Regions from separate parts of the Sus scrofa genome. Here all the other regions are linked to region 1. Evidence: chromatin contacts called from public HiChIP or PLAC-seq data. All regions are on one chromosome and are shown on one strand. Each heading gives the region's core, a stretch centred on a gene start, on an enhancer-like site or on the middle of the called end of the contact. The rest is flanking DNA. Distances are from core to core; before and after follow the strand shown. Region 1 has its middle 28 kb from the start of IRF2BP2. Region 2 has its middle 110 kb from the start of TOMM20. Region 3 overlaps LOC102158284 (a long non-coding RNA gene).

Region 1 (3,373 bases), core at 388-2,887:
TCTCTCTGTGCCATGTGAAGACACAATGAGAAGGTGACCATCTGCAAGCCAGGAACCAAATCTGCTGGCACCTTGATCTGTTACTTCCAGCCTCCAGAACGCTAAGAAAGAAATCTCTGCCCCATTCTGTGGTATTTTGTTATAGCTGCCTGGGCAGACTGATACAGAAGCCATCCAAAATGTGTTAGTTTAAGTAAAAGTGATTTTTCTATCGAGAACTTAATTCTTCATCAAAATAGGCACAGTATGCTTAGGTACAGACCTGAAGACCTGTGTGCTGCTCATTCTCCTGAAAAGGATTATTCTCATCTCTGTTTAATAGATTGGGCTTTTTTGGTCAGCCTCCCAGAACTTTCAATGAATCTACAGTCATTGGTGCAGAACAATCAGAGTTTTAAGTACATCCTAGAAAGGATGTGGTGCGGCTCAAGATGAATTAACGTGAATTTAATCCACAATTTTCAGCAAGTAATATGCTTTGCTTCTTTCTTAAAACAGAGTATGGGTTTTGAAGGGCTTCAACTTACTGTCACTTTGGTTCACATGTGTAACGTAGGTTGACTAAGCCATAGTCCTTCAGAGAGCAGTGTGGTTTTGTGCTTCGTTAGTGGGGCTATGTATACCACAATTCTTTGTCAACACAATTTTCAGGAGATTTTATCTCTCTGCCCCAGATATTCCCCCCGCCCCATGCTTGGTTGTTCAGTTTCCTTAGGAATTTTGTTTTGGACCTGGCTCTTTTGACTGATTCTTAAGGGTCTGTGTATAGCGTGGAGAGCAGGTATCTTCGGTCTGAGATATAAGAGCTTGATACCTTATAAATTGTTTCTTCCTAGACGATAGGAAAGAGAAACTCATTGTTTGTACTTGAACTCTTATCTGCACCTGCCAAAAAAATATAAAGCATGTTAGACACAGGGTTCCTCATCTGTGGATTCAACCAACTGTGGATCATGAACCTTAACTGGTTGAATACGTGGATGTGGAACCTGCAAATTCGGAGGGCCAACTATGAGACTTGAGTACCTCGTGGACTTTGGAATCGACCACGGATCCAGGAACCAGTCTCCCACAGATACCGAGGTATGGTGGTAACCTATAAAATATCTATGATTATGTGTCATTTCCTACAAAAGGAAGACATAGATCTTCAGCTCTGCCTCTCCAATCTCATAACTTCGAATGCCAAGAGTTGGTCGAAGCTTAATATCCTGAAGTATGTGCATCGTCGCAGATTTACTTTACTTAGGGAACGCTGGCTGACCTGAGCAAAAAGAAAACCTCCCTCTCAAAAAACAACAAAACCCACCATCTCCCTGCAATCCCTAAGAATCCTTCTTTCAGTTTCATTAGAAGAGGGAGGTGGAGGTCCCTGGACTTCCGGCCCCTGGGAGGCCTTCCTCTGTTCAGCGGCTGAGGGAGCCAACTGCAGATTTAGGAGGGAAAGCACAGGAAGAGGTTTGGTTTTCTGAGCCTGAGGGGAATCTCCCCCACTGGGAAGGCAGCCTTTCGAAACTCAAACTCGCTGGGTTGGGCCCAGGATGTCCACGTGATGGGAATGTTCCCATGCTCCTAATCTCCTGACTGCTCCTCCGCAGAAGCTCACCTCCACTTCCTCTTCTGTCCCCTCTCCTTCCCTTTCCGTCCCCTCTACAAAGCCTCTCAGGAGGGACTTTCCACTCCCACAGGCATCACTGTCTCATGACCCAGGCTCCTGCCAGTCACATAGACTTCCAGGGGATATTAAGCTGCAGTAGTTCCTGAAAGCTAAATAGTGACCGCCTAACTCTCAATCCTTTTATTTTTTTATTGAACTATAGTTGATTTCCAGTGCTGTCTTAGCTTCAGGCATACAGCACAGTGATTTGGTTATACATACATATATCTGTACTTTTTCAGATTCTTTTCCCTTATAGGTTATTACAAAATATTGAGTAAAGTTCCTGGTGCTATACAACAGATCCTTGTTCTATTTTATATATAGTAGTGTGTATATGTTAATCCCAAACTCCTAATTTATCGGTCCCTCCCCCCATTCCCCTTTGGTGACTCTAAGTTTGTTTCTTGTGTCTCTGAGTCTCTTTATGTTTTATAAGTTCATTTGTATACATATTTTTTAAAATTTAGATTCCACATATAAGTGATGTCATATGGTATTTGTCATTGTCTCACTTCACTTAGTATTATAATCTCTAGGTCTATCCATATTACTGCAAATGGCATTATTTCATTCTTTTTAATGGCTGAGTAATATTCCATTGTGCACCACATCTTCTTTGTCCATTCATCTGTCAGTGGACATTTAGGTTGCTTCCTTGTCTAAGCTATTATAAATAGTGCTGCAATGAACATTGGGGTGCATGTATCTTTTTGAATTATGATTTTTCTCTGGATATATGCTCAGAAGTGGGATTGCTGGATCATTTGGTAGTTCCTTTTTTTTTTTTTTTTTTGCTTTTTAGGGCCACTCCCATGGCATATGGAGATTCCCAGGCTAGGGATTGAATAAGAGCTATAGCTGCTGACCCACAGCCACAACAACGCCAGATCCAAGCCATGTCTGCAACCTACACCACAGATCACGGCAATGATGATCCTTAACTCACTGAGCGAAGCCAGGGATCAAACCTGCAACCTCATGGTTCCTAGTTGGATTCATTTCCACTGCGACAGGATGGGAACTCTGGTAGTTCTATTTTTAGTTTTATAAAGAACCTCCATACTGTTCTCCACAGTGGCTATACCCCTTAATCTTATGGTAACGACACTTGTAAAAAAAATTGGGCTTACCCTCCTAGAGTCCTGGAGGCCAGTGCTTCTCAATCTTCAGTGCCTATGACTTGCCTGGGGAACCTGCTGAAATCCACATTCTGAGTCTGTCAGTCACCTCCATGGCCTGAGAACCTGCATTTCCCACAAGCTCTGAGCAATCCAGGGGACAACCCTTTCACTGGGAAGGTAGAGGGCTCAAGCCATGTCTGATGTGATTCAGCATGTGGCAAGGTTGCTGGCACTCGGTGGGTTTTTGCTGGAAGGGAGGAAGGGAGGGGAGAGACAGAGGGGAGAATAGGAGTTTTCCTTTGGGTAGGTTTTTCCTCTTCTTGACAACATTGGGTAAGACCTTGGTAGTAAACACCACGACAGCTCAGGTGAGGCAGATGTGAACAAAGGCTAATGAGTCTTTTTAAATCCCAGCCTCTCCTGCGAGTTCCCTCCTGGCTGTTCCCAGATGGTCTCGTGGTCCTCAAGGCTTGCCTCCCGTTCAGCACATCCCATGAGATGGGAACCAGGACATCACCGTGCTGGCGAGGCGTGGTCACTGAAGAAAGGAGGCGTTCTGGTCAGGTGCTCTTATCTCAAGCTCGAGGACCAA
Region 2 (3,373 bases), core at 592-3,091, 350 kb before region 1:
CTTTTCAAGTTTGAGCCATTGCAGACACCGAGGGATCTGTGGATAAAGGATGGATGATGCAGGCTGATGTTCTGGGCAATTTCTAACTCTGACAAGACACAGATACCCCTCTCCCTCCTCAGGCCCCACATCTCCTGGCACCTTCAATAGACACTCAGCTTCTGGCTCCTTTCTCCCTGATTCTGGCCCGAGCTAACACGGCACAGGGGGCTAGAGGAGATGCCCAGTTGAAACCCAAACAATGATTTATACCATGACTGTTCCTTTGGCCTTTTCAGGTGGGGATGGGGCTGACCTCAGGCTGCTTTGTGAATTTTAAACTCTGCATGTCTGACCCAAATGGACAGCCTGGAAGCATCCTCAGAACAGAGCCCTGTGGCCACTGGATGCCTGAAAAGGAGGATAAGAATGGAGAGAACTTAGGGTCATTGGGATTGTCAGGTGTTGGGTATGAATGCAACCTGTCTGAACCCCTGTTCACCAAAATGGAGGAGATACAGGCCTTCCTTATAACTGAATCACTCTGCTATACGCCTGAAACTCATACAGCATTGTAAATCAACTATACTTCAATTTAAAAAAAAGGGAGTTCCCATCATGGCTCAGCGGAAACAATCTGACTAGCATCTATGAGGACGCAGGTTTGATCCCTGGCCTCGATCAGTGAGTTAAGGATCCCGCGTTGCCATGAGCTGTGGTGTAGGCCAACAGCTATACCTCTGATTTGACCCCTGGCCTGGGAACCTCCATATGCCTCAGATGTGGCCCTAAAAAGACAAAAGACAACAACAACCACAAAAAAAAAAAAAGAAGAAAAAATGAAAAGAAAAAGAAAAAAAGATGGCTTCTTACCTTTCTTGTTCTTGTTCTCCAGTCCAGCCTGTCCACTTGAGTGTCTGCTGATGGCAGTGGGTGGAGGTCCTACACTTGGCTGCTCTTGTTTGCAGCCATGTAGATGCATATCGGGGTGAGGGGAGGAGATGGGGGTGGGGGTGGAAAGGTGGCTGCTGAATGGAGCCCTGGGCTCGGTGTAAGGAGACGAGGTCCATTCTGTGGCCTTTGCCAAACTGTTTCTCCCTTCCAAGGGCTGAGTGGCATGCGGGTACCATCCTTGTCTTTGAAGTGTGAGGAGGTTCAAGCGAGGCTTTTGGCTGGGAGCTGAAGACCACCCTCCAAGTGAGGCTGGTTCTGAGGCTTCAGTGTGAGAGCTGAGAAGGACCAGGCCTGGTCCTGAAACATGAAGGTCCAGAGCCATCACAGACTTTAGTAAGTTAGAGCTGAAATGGATCAAGTATCAACTCCAACTCTTCCACTGGATGGACAAGAAAATTGAATATTAGAGAAGGGAAGTCAACTTGAAGGGTTTTCTTGGACCATTTCAGTAGCCCAGGAGGGCCCTGAAGAGACTCTGTCCTCCATCGGGAGCCCACATCCCATGGGAGGAGCTGGCTCCTAGGACTCCTAACACTTCCTGGACGAGGAGCACCTTGTCTTGCCAAGGCGATGGAGAGTCCTGCCCATTCACATAGCAGAACTGATGATCTGAAACACAAATGGCAGAGCCCAAAGGGCCGCCACTACATGACCAAAGGCCAAAGGCATGGACCAAGGGCAGGATCCGGACGGTTCCACTGCTCCTAATCACTGGGAGGAGTCCCTTGACTTCAAAAGCACAGGGAAGTTCAGGCACCTCTTCCGAGTCCCACAGAATCCAACACGCTCTTAAAGACCACTCTTCCTGGGTTGGCGGGGCCACGAGAAACACATGACACAGACCCCTCCTGGGTGGGCGGGCCCACAAAGAACACGTGACTCGCGGCTGCTGCCTGCTGGAGGGCTCCTTCTCCACAACAGCGCACTCTGGTGGACAGCCCTGGGTGTGGCCAAGACTACAGTTAAAGGCTGTGGCTTTATAGGGAGCGAATAAAGGTTGATGCCTGATGCTTGCTAACAAAATAAGGGGCAGTGCACGCTCTTGACCTCACCCAGAGAGGCGGGGCCAGGGCTGCTCATTGGCTCAGGATGGAGGAGGCAGAATGAAGGAGACGGCAGCAAAGGAGAAACCCAGGCACCAGCCCAGGAGAACTGAGTCCTCTTCTTCCCATGGGTTTGCAGACATACAGGCCCTGTGCTCTCTCTGCTTTGAGACGACTAATGTCCGCAACTCGGATCGTGCAGGGACAACAGGGGAGGGACAGCTGTGTCCTTGCTACTCTGGAATGTTGCAAACACTGCCTCGGACATTTTCTTATTAAATACTTTCCTTTAATAAGAATGGGATGAAATCAACATTTCCCTGCCTGGCAAGGGAAATAATTTATTCTCCACCTCCCCTGACCCCCAAACTTTCCAGGCCCATGATCCTCCCTGGTAAGAACTCTGTGCTGGGACTATTTTCCTTGACATTGATGATACTGAAACCTACGTAAGGAATGACAGCAAAGCATGGGTTCTCCTGTTAATGTCTCCCTTCCTTTCTTTAGTTCACTAGATGTAGTGTGGGGGCTGTTGAAAGAGATGGAGAAATGCCTGTGAAACAGACCCCAGGTGAGGAGGAAGTGGTGTGCGCAGCCCTCGAGTTCTGGACTTGCATCTGATGGAGCCCGGGGGGCGGGGGTTGGGGGGTGGAAGGGCTGAGGACCCACAGAGGAGGGCTGATGGTCACTCACGTATTTGCTGGGAATGTGGGGATCCAGGAGATTCAGTGCTTAGGGTTCTTCCATCTTCCAAAACGCAGACTGTTAAGGGGATGGTTGTGCTCTTTCTAGAAGCAGACTGCACACAGGCATGTGAGGATTTGGACCTGAGACCTTTTCCCCAAGGACCACCTGCAGCTCCCACCAGGAGGGGTTGGGGGGGGGGCTCCCTTGATTCTCTGAACTGGTCAGTTTGGGGAGTTGAATCAGAGGGAATGGCACTGCTCACCCTGGAGTGGGACCAGGACAGGCGGGGGTGGGGGACCCACGAGGACTTTTCTAAAAATAAGCCATTCATGTTTGGACACCATAGAGACCTGGCACTTTGCGCCAAGCCAACTCCATTGGTGCCCTTTGTGGGAAGAAGTCTCTCTTGCCTCTTTAATTTTTTTTCTTTTTTCTTTTTAGGGCTGCACTCGAGGAATATGGAAAGTCCCAGGCTAGGGGTTGAATTGGAGCTGCAGCTGCTGGTCTATGCCACAGCTAAGGCAATGCTGGGTCCTTAATCCTTAACTCACTGAGCGAGGCCAGGGATGGAACCTGCATCCTTATGGATACTAGTCGGGTTCTTAAGCAGATGAGCTACAACGGGAACTCCTCTCTTGCCTCTTTTTCTCCCAGGTCGGGTGCAATGGAGCTGGTGCTTGGGGATATGTCTTCTTGGGGACGCGTCTCCC
Region 3 (3,373 bases), core at 407-2,906, 310 kb before region 1:
ATCATGCTGTTCCTTTTCAGTGTGTGTCTGCGTGTATGTTTCCTGTGTATCCAAAAGCCAGGAGAAGAAAAAAGGGGAAAATGGGGAATCAGATGGGAAAGAGAGTCTGAATTTGTATTCGTAAAGTAGAACTTTTTATCCATCTACCCAAGACTCTGCCCCAATTTCCTGTCTCTAACCTTGGTGTCAGTTGCTGACCCACTTCTGGCTATTTTTATTTGTTTCCTTGAACACGCTCACGGTGTGATTAGAGTTGACTCTTTGTCAACTTTCTTCTTATCCTCCTGCCATCTGAGTCCCAAAGTGCAGCCCTTCCCACCTCACTCCCAATAATTATGGGTGAGTTCAGAGTCAAAGAACGGCAGGATTTTATTGGCCATGTGACAAAGGAGCGAGCGGCCCCTTTCCTCACCCTGGGAGGCTCGAGACACCAGTGGCCGTTACTTGTGCGCGGAGCTTCTTTGCATCGCCTTTGGTCTCCCTTTCCCTGCTAAGCCCGCAGCCTCCCCTGGGGATGGCAGTTCCATCTCCAGCATCCCAAGGGAGGAGGGGCGTGTGGATGCGGGGGACTCACACCCCGGACAGCTGTGCGGGCGCTTATCTCCGATTACAGCCTGAGTCAGCAGTGGAACCAGGAAATGGACTCAGGGTCCGGCGTGGGATGGAAAGTTGGGTGTATTTACTTTTCTGTTAAAGCAAACTTTGATTTACTCTTTAATAAGTTACCATGAAGGATCTAGTGCGGGAGAAATTTGACTTGGCACCCAAATCTAAGTCACATATTGATAAAGGGAGAGAGGGAACAGTGAGCCTTTTGCGTTTCCCCAGCTTTATCATTAACCCAAAGTTTAGAAATATATTTGCTTTTGGAAGTGTCGGTTTCCAAGTTTTCAAGAAGGTGATAATTCTCTCCTGATGAGGGATCTTGCTATCCTTAGCTGAAAGACGTGCTGCCTGGGGTAGCCCAGGGCACTGTGCAAACCTTGGAGGGGCTGTGTGACCAATTCAGACTGACCTTGACTTCAGATAGGTTTAAGTCTCCGCTCTGCTATTTACTCTGCCACCAGGGGAAATCCCTTTCTTTCTTTGGCCTCCATCTCCTCATCTGGAAAAATTGCGGGGACAATAATCTCTGTTGGAAGATCATTCCAGGATTCAAAAAGGGCCGGTTGGGAGAATGGAAGGTGGTATAGACACTTAGCCTCTAAGAAGTCATGGTTAGGTGTTAAGTTGCTTTATTGTGTGGACTGAAACGTTTCTTTTCTCTTGCCCAAAGTTTCTGCAGGAAGGCACCTACCTGTATGAGATTAAAAAACATGATTTCATCCTCTGCGCTTTAAATTTTTTTTTTTTTTTTTTTTTTTTTAAGGGCCGCATCCATGATGTATGGAGGTTCCCAGGCTAGGGGTTGAATGGGAGCTACAGCTGCCAGCCTACACCACAGGCACAGCAATGCCAGATCAGAGCTATGTCTGCAACCTGTGCAACAGCTCATGGCAACACCAGATTCCTAATCCACTGAGCGAGGCCAGGATCGAACTTGTGTCTTCATAGTTACCAGTCAGGTTTGTTACAGGCGAGCCACAACAGGAACTCCCACTCCTCTCTGCTTTTCCTGCTGGCTTCTACATGCACGGATAGAGCCGCCCTCTAGAGCAAAAGGACATTCTTGCCTCACTGCTGCTAGGGACCCAGATCCTGGGAGTGGCCAGGGGTGAAGGTTTCCTCTCCTTTTTGCTGACAGCACTTCCTCATTAAATGCAGCCATCTGCAGAAAGGAAAGAAAAAAAAAAAAAAAAAAAAAACTCAAGAAGAGAAAGGCACCAAGGACCCTTCTCAGATGTCTCCGATGGTCTTTGGGGATGAGTTATTTCTTTGCACAAAGGGCCCAAGTGTAACTTCTCTGGAGTTCCAACAGGCCTCTCCCGGTGGCTCCTGTAGTAGAGACTCAAGAGGGTGCAGGTCACCTTTTGGGATAAGAGCCTCAAGAGAAAAGGAGAGAAGGGGGTTCCCCCAGGAGGTGAGGGTGCAAAGGTGGGCGGGCCTCAGGTATGTCTTGAGGGGTGCCCTATTTCTGGGGTTTACTGCTTGCACAATTGTTAGCTGCTGGGCCCCAGTCCTCCTACACAGTGGTACGCCTTTCTTTCGGCTCTCGGCGTGAGCTGGGTAGCAGGCTAGAAAGCAGATGGTGGGCCCCGGACTTAAAGGAACGGAGACATTTCTTTCCTCTGAAAGGGAGGAGCTAGGTGCTCGGGGGTCCTTGGGGCGTCAAAAGAGTGACAAGAGAGGGGGACAGAGGTGTCCACAGCCCGGACAAGGGCCCCTCTGGTTCTCTCTCTCTCTGACTGGTCTACAAGGCAGGGCCTGGGAGTGGCATCCACCGACGGGCCACGCTGGGCTTGGGGTGGGGAGGAGTGGTTTTTTCTATGGACTATGGTAATGGACTTCCTGGCAAAGCAGACAGCCTTGGAGGGTGAGGGAGTGGCAAAGAAGGACAACATTCCTGCATCTTTACACCGCCCCCCCCCATCCCCACCTGAACACGGGCCTCCTCCTGCCCAGGCTGTGCAGCCATCTGATGCAAAGAGCTCTAAAGATCCTTGCTGACACCCAGCAGGGTGCGTTCATTCACACCATGAGAAGCCGGTGAGATGCATGGAATTGTGCCCATTTAACAGATGAGGAAATTGAGACTCAGAAAGGGACAGGAACCTCCTGGAGGAAACAGTGGGTCTGGGGGTGGTTTGCACAGGATCTGCCTCCCAAAGGCTAAGAGGAATCCCTTCCCAGGGCTTTGCGTGGTGTGCAAGGTCGTTCTGGGGTGCATACACAGCGCTCCCCTTAAGCTCAGTGGGTCAAACTTAGTGCCATGCAGCAAAACAGAAAGGCGTCACTTTGGAGGGGCCTTGAAGGGCACAGGAGCTGTTTCCAGACTGGCTGGTTTTCTGTGGATGGCTGGGCGTGTGATTTTTAGAGAGCAGTTTGTTTGGAAGGTGGCCCTGGAGGCACATGGTCTCTGTTGGATCCCTGGAACCCTGGCTCCCAGGCAGGCCTGACCTCGGGGACCTGCTGAGGCGTATCCTCGAGAATTTGATGGACGCCCACTTCCAACCCAAAGCTGAGGTCAGGCTCATCTCTGCCCACCAGCTTCTCCAGCTCCAAAGACGAAGCCTCTGGAAAGGGGTGGCGGGGGGGACATCTTAAGTGGAGTCCCGCTGATGTGGCAAAAGTTGGTGCAAGAGGACTCCTTGTCTGGAGTCAGCATGGCCCATCCACGGGGGTCTCCGGAGCCACGGGCACCCCAGGAGCCACCCAGCCTGAAGGAGGGGCCAGCCCAAGGCTTCACCAGAGCTCATGACGGGTCCAGGGGGTG

What was found. HiChIP or PLAC-seq counts read pairs in DNA pulled down with a chosen protein or histone mark.
Region 2: an H3K27ac HiChIP or PLAC-seq map of alveolar macrophages shows a contact between it and region 1. The contact joins two enhancer-like sites. A contact is called at or near these places in 2 of 2 datasets of contacts at active chromatin or transcription factors (alveolar macrophages and skeletal muscle).
Region 3: an H3K27ac HiChIP or PLAC-seq map of alveolar macrophages shows a contact between it and region 1. The contact joins two enhancer-like sites. A contact is called at or near these places in 1 of 47 Hi-C or Micro-C datasets (skeletal muscle) and 2 of 2 datasets of contacts at active chromatin or transcription factors (alveolar macrophages and skeletal muscle).

Annotation. Positions count from the first base shown.
Region 1 is chr14:56,572,279-56,575,651 of Sscrofa11.1, forward strand. No RefSeq gene overlaps it. Among named protein-coding and RNA genes, the nearest start is that of IRF2BP2, 28 kb to the left of the region's middle. Within about 2 kb of position 1,638, at least 5 of the 83 cell types and tissues checked have an H3K27ac peak or open chromatin away from gene starts, as enhancers often do. A contact at or near this core is called in alveolar macrophages, where this site is marked.
Region 2 is chr14:56,224,465-56,227,837 of Sscrofa11.1, forward strand. No RefSeq gene overlaps it. Among named protein-coding and RNA genes, the nearest start is that of TOMM20, 110 kb to the left of the region's middle. Within about 2 kb of position 1,842, at least 5 of the 83 cell types and tissues checked have an H3K27ac peak or open chromatin away from gene starts, as enhancers often do. A contact at or near this core is called in alveolar macrophages, where this site is marked.
Region 3 is chr14:56,257,760-56,261,132 of Sscrofa11.1, forward strand. All of the region lies in intron 1 of LOC102158284 (a long non-coding RNA gene), which reads left to right. Among named protein-coding and RNA genes, the nearest start is that of TOMM20, 150 kb to the left of the region's middle. Within about 2 kb of position 1,657, at least 13 of the 83 cell types and tissues checked have an H3K27ac peak or open chromatin away from gene starts, as enhancers often do. A contact at or near this core is called in alveolar macrophages, where this site is marked.